2 separate regions of the Culex quinquefasciatus genome follow, and region 1 is linked to region 2. A link is a contact called in public Hi-C data. All regions are on one chromosome and are shown on one strand. The core of a region is the stretch at or near the end of the contact, and the rest is flanking DNA. Distances in the headings are between cores, read along the strand shown. Region 1 holds the start of LOC6033008 (tyrosine-protein kinase receptor torso). Region 2 holds the start of LOC119766159 (proteasome-associated ATPase-like).

What was found. A called contact is a pair of places that touch in the nucleus more often than the background predicts.
Region 1: a Hi-C map of whole body shows a contact between it and region 2, with 4 times the contacts expected there. The contact joins the promoter of LOC6033008 here to the promoter of LOC119766159 in region 2. A contact is called at or near these places in 2 of 2 Hi-C or Micro-C datasets (both in whole body).

Annotation. Positions count from the first base shown.
Region 1 is chr1:14,917,584-14,920,457 of VPISU_Cqui_1.0_pri_paternal, reverse strand. It overlaps LOC6033008 (tyrosine-protein kinase receptor torso), which reads left to right and starts at 1,453. Exons shown (of 1, transcript XM_001843466.2): 1 at 1,453-2,874. The coding sequence starts at 1,453.
Region 2 is chr1:14,580,358-14,583,375 of VPISU_Cqui_1.0_pri_paternal, reverse strand. It overlaps LOC119766159 (proteasome-associated ATPase-like), which reads left to right and starts at 1,342. Exons shown (of 3, transcript XM_038250686.1): 1 at 1,342-1,521; 2 at 1,580-1,802; 3 at 2,189-2,735. The coding sequence starts at 1,680. The coding sequence ends at 2,587. It overlaps LOC6033016 (hemicentin-2), which reads right to left. Exons shown (of 16, transcript XM_038250519.1): 6 at 529-741. LOC119766308 reads right to left here. Exons shown (of 2, transcript XM_038250796.1): 2 at 2,794-3,018. The coding sequence ends at 2,827.

The DNA of each region.
Region 1 (2,874 bases), core at 204-2,703, 340 kb before region 2:
CGCAAGCATTTCGAAAAAGCTCCATTCCTACGATTAAGCTCCACGACTGTTCGAATCAATGTGCTTTGGGGGACATTACGCACGGTTTGCAAAGCATGACTTTCTCATTAGGAGATTCCATCGAAGAATGCTACAATATCTTTTCATTACGGTGTAACCGTGCTTGTTTTCACTCAAAGTTACGCTCAATTGAAAAGATATTTCGGAATGCGCAGTCTGTTCAATTTGCCTGCACTCTGATTTGGCTGAGGCTCGAACCCAGTATGGGTGGATTGTAAGATGCTCGCAATACATTTTGCTTCATCAAACTGGAGATGAGCTTTCACTGAACAGTGGAAACATTTGTGCAGTTTCAAGGGCTTAACAGATGCAGCTTTCTGAAAAAGTTGAAGTGGTATGAATTTTCATACCTGTGTACAAAACATTTGTTTAATGAAATTCTTATTGGAATTGATTTGGTGAAAAGTAGAAAAAACTGATCATTTTATTTAATAAATTTTAACTTGAAAGTAAAATCATTGGTTTTTTAATTGAATAGATATTGAATAAAAACTAAATATAAACGAACTTTTTTTTTGTAACAAAACCATTTTTGTAAACATTTTAGTAGATGAACAAAATGTTTCACACTTTTACCAACAAAGCGATTTGGCTCGTTAAAGTTGTAGAGTTTGATGTTTCTTGTTTGAATGCTGTCGCTTTCACAGCATATATTCCATTCAAGAAGGGTAAGCTGTAAGCTTCTTAACATACTCTACATAATTTTTAGTAGAGACTTGAACCCTTGCAACTTTCTTGGGGGAGAAAGCATAAAAGCTTTCGTATAGGGATAGAAAAACACGCGTTATGCATGTTTCATGCCACCACCAGAAAGGAAGAGTATGATGAGCCACCTTGCGAAATTATGATTAAAATTTTCAAAGATAATTTTGTCTCGACTAAATTATTTATCTATCCACCACAAAACTTTAACTTTTAAAGTTGCTTAAATCAAAATTTTGGGCAAAATTGAGTTTAAAATGCCAGTTTGTACCCTCGTTTGATCATTTAACAAATTGAATTGGAATTATTGCCGTATGATAGTAATCTGGATAGGAGTCTTGTAATAATAATCTGGATTGGTGCATGTCTCCAGAAAGAACAAATCAAACTATTTTCTGGCAGCGCAGGCAGAACATTCCAGCATTAGGTAGAACCACAATCTAACTTCTATCAGTGTGTCTCTTCAGCAATAAGAACTAGAACTAGCAGAAAGGGGGAAAAAACAACAAGTAGAACCGTCCAGGGCTGCCTGCTCTTACCTGGCCCAAATCCGTATTCAAGTACCTGACCGCCTCAAACACGCGGTATAAAGTGTACGGAAGTGTCCAAACCTGTCATCACTCGTTTGTTGCTGCAAAAGAGAAAGCAACCAGTTTGGATTCGTTGGTCGTACACGGTAGATCACGCACGATGTCTCCGTTGACGGCACTGTTGGTGGTGATTGTTACGTTAAACCAAGTCTGTTGCAATCAGCTGCGACTTCACACCGATCAGGAGGAGCAGGAGTTGTACAAGATAAGTGCCTGTGTTGCGAAATGCTTGGCACGAGGAGTGGAGCTAAAGGAGAAGTGCTACGAGCGGTGTTCGGAACCCGGAGTGCTGGATGGAGTTACGTTTGAACATCCGCACAAGTCGTTCCGAGTTGAGTTGGTTTGTCGCGATAGTACAACGTTGATGGTTGACGTTCGGCAGCAGTTCGACGGTAATGCTACGAATGTCGTATACATTTACGTGATCAAAGTGAAAGAAGTGGACGCCTTGTTGAACAGTGGGCTGATCGTTTACGTCAGCAACAGTTCGGTAGTTCGAATCGAGAACCTGTTCCCGAATAAACCGTTCATCGTGTCTGCGACCATTCTCAGTTCAAGTGGTGAACTCATGACCGCACAAGAACAAACACTTGAAACGCTTCCACTCGACTACCAACCGGGAGAGATCACCGAAATTAGTGTTGTGAGCTACAGTGCAAACTCCGACAATCCTTCCTTGCTGGACGCAATCATAGCTTGGGAACCGTCCAGCGATCGTAGCTGTCATTACGAGGTTCTATGCTACGCCAATGAGTCCCCAGACTACCAGTTGCAGCAGGTTTACGTGGATCAAACCTCCAGTCTGTACCGTCACACGATCGAGTCGTTGCTGTTGAACGAAGAGTATGAGATCGCGATACGTGCAACGAATCCCCGTCATCCAACGTTCCAAAGCGAGCTCCACTGGACGTCGTTTAGTACTCCCAACTGTCTCGATTGGTACAACAGTGGGGACTTTTGCGACCCAGAAGCTGTTCAAAATATCCGGGTGATCGCCAAACGTTTGCCTGAAGATCGCTACCAGTTCAACATAAGTTGGGATCAGCCGCGTTTCCTCCCGGATTTCTACATTGTGAAGCTGTTCGATCTGGATCTTGGAGCCAACGACGAAACGGCCAACTCGGTCGAGCAAAATGTCAGAGGCACGCAGAGTCACCTTCTCATTGAGTCGTTTGAATTGAGCGGACCACAGTATGAGGTGATGATTACGGCTCACGCAAATAATCGATCGTCACCAGCGCAGAGTATCATCCGGGCGTTGAACGTTGGTCCTGTTGCGGCACTTGCCGATTGGAGCGGTCACTGGATACTGGCGATTGTGATTAGTGCAATCTTTTCACTTTGTTCGGTTAGTCTTGTGATTTGTCGAAAGATGCGTAACAAGGGAACTTTTCACGATCAGGACTCGGAATACGGTATCAAGCTGGAGCCGGTCAAGCAGCAGCAAGAGGCAGTCACCTCACTGCCAGCGTTCGACGACGCAATGGAGATCGAGTTCGAGCGAGTTCAACTTTTGGAAGTC
Region 2 (3,018 bases), core at 93-2,592:
CAAAATCAGAATTCAAAACTATTTCCAAATTATAGGCATTTTCAGTATGATACAAATTTTGTTTTGGTGGCATTAAAAAGTGGTTTTTTTATGAAAAAAGAAACTTATGATAAATATATACAAAACTTTTAAATTATTGAATTTCAAATCAATTCGCGTATAAATGTGAAATTTGATTTTTTTAATATTACCTCTTTCTTGAGAAATATTACATAAAAATATGTTAAAATGTGAACCTCATGAAAATTCACCAGTTTCTGATGCAATATTACTTTTGACAAAGGACTTTTTTTGACACAAAATCTGTCATCATTTCCTGATGGATATTACCACCATTTTTGTATGTGTATATTATTTCACAAATAAATTCAAATCCTTCCAGTGTCGCTCTCCGAAACATGTTTTTTTTTAATTTTAACTGACTTGTTTTTTTGTACCAAATTTTAGTGGATGGCGATTTTCATCCTTTCAAAGAAATATTTGTTATCAAGCGATATACTAAAATTTTATATTTTAATCAATACTCACAGTGCACCTGGATGGCGACCTCCTTGCTGACGGGCGGCACCAGCTTCGAGCCGGCCGCCCGGCACACAAACTTGGCCCCGTACAGGTCCCGCGAGACGGTCCCCATGAACAGCTGGTTCACCATGGCCGCGGCGCCCTCCACGGCGGACGGATGACTGGTGCCGGAGATTTCGACGCCGTCGTGCCACCACGTGACCCGTGGCGCTGGTCGACCTGGAAGAAGAAAGTAAAGGAAAATGAAGAATTTTTGAATACATATTTCAAAAGTAAGAAAGAGAGGGACTGGGCCATTCGGCAGAAAATTATTCGGCAGAATGACATTCGGCGGAAAGCCGAACGGCAGAAAAACAATCGGCGGAATGGGTCATTCGGCAGAAAAGGTCATTCGGCAGAAAATACATTTGGCAGAAAAGCTTGTTCAGCAGAAAATCAATTGGCAGAATGTCATTAGGCGGAATGGTACAAATGGCAGAATAACTCGTTAGGCCGAATAAGTCGTTTGGCAGAATGTCGTTGAGCGGAATAGTACAAAAGGCAGAAAAGATCATTGAGCCGAATAAGTCGTTTAGCAGAAAACCATTCGGCAGAATCTATGTTTAGTAGAAAATCATAATAATCAAATTAAAAAAAAAAAACAACAATTCGTTTAACTCAAAATCTAACTAGCCTTTCAAAGGCCAAAAGTACCCATTTTAGCGAAACTACCCAATGAAAGCTACTCGAGCCAACTTAGTTTTGTTTTGGAAGTGTAGGTGTCGCATGGCCGAAACACTGAGCTGTCAAAATTGGACTTAATTTTTTGGAGCTGCTCAGCAAACGATTCGGTTTGTCGCGTAATTTTCTCCGGCAAAAAAACGGTTCTGTGGCCGTTCCGGACGCTAAAATTCCGTTCCATATTGAGAACTGGCCAAATAGAATCATCGGACACTGGATTTTCGTGTCCGGAACGACTACGGAACCGTTTTATTACCCTCGTTTTTGCCCCCGGATTCGGTTTGCTTTCCGGCGCTGTTACGACATCGACGCAGTTAATAATTAATTATTTAGCTAGGCCACCAAAGGAAACTGTGTCGAAGATTTGCCGTAATCCACGCCGCATTAAGCTCGTGATAATCAACTGGAGATTGGGCAGTTCATCGAGATTTGCGACCATGTTTAGGCAGGAAAGGAAATCCTCGGCTACTGTGACTGTTCTGAGCCGCTTCGCACTCAACTCCTCTGGCACCGGTCTACCTACGTCCTGCTCAAACATCGACAGTTCCCGCCGTGAACTAGTAATTTTGGAATCAAATCATCGCTGACCAGACGCCCGCCTTTTCCTGGTAGAACTCGCACACCACCGACTCCCTGCCCGCCGCAAAAAACGCATGGTCTTGTCTAGACGCATCCGTCCTTCGACCATCCTACTGACCTGGCCAGCGGGTTCCCATCAAACGCCAACCCAAACTCCTGTTCACCGTTCCGTCATCTGGCCTTTAGCACCAGTGCCACCACCAAACACCGCTGCTTCCCAGCCTGTCCGCCCCAGACGTGTGTCCGAGTTTGCGAACAACCGAGAATCTGCTACTACCACTTAAGCGTAGAGTACAGAATCGTCCTGGGAACGTAAGTTCATCGAACATCCAATAGATTTTAAGACATACCACCTTCTCTCCTCCAGCGCAGGCATGCAGGACATCGGTCGGAGCGATCGAAGCACTTCAAGATGGAGGTTTTGTCCAAGCTGGTAAACACGAGCTTCGAGGATTCTGTTGGAATAGACAAGATCTTGAGCGATGTGAGCGAGTTGTTGCTGCACGTGAAGCATCCGGAGGTTTATCGGCACATTGGATTGCCGTCGCCGCGTGGATTTCTGCCGCACGGACCTCCTGGCTCGGGGAAATCGTTTCAGCTGGTGACGTCCGGTACGTTGTCACCAATCGAGAACGACGCGGTTGGTAACCTGGATGAAGTCAAACAGTGTGGCAGGCAAACAGTTGACAACGTTCGACTCGTAGAAGTGAGAATGATGAACAAATCGGCCGCTCCACTGCTGTTCCGCGATTCTGATGTAGAATAATCCCAATTTTAATCAAAGTCGTCCAAAAGTGTAGATCGAGCCGCAGATAGCGCTGCATCATCCGTTCAAGTAAAGCTGAGCGTTCAAGCAGCAGGTCAACCTAATCAATTTCTAGAACGGGAACGATTTCGCTTTTAATTTTGTGTAAATACAGTTCGAATAAAGAATTTCGTGTAAATCAAATTTATTAATTTTTGTTTCTTACACTCTATCACTATATCACGACGGAAAGACCTCTTTCAATGCACCGGTTCTGGGATGATTCGCCTCTGGGATGATTCGCTACCGCTGGCGCGCATCGCCAGTGCCATCAAGGATTGCGGCTGGATCGACCTGGACAATGTTCCGCTAATGGTCGCCAACACGCTATCCAGCTCGTGGGATCGCTTGTTTGCAGGGACATCCAAGCTTGCCGTGGAAAATCTGTGCCA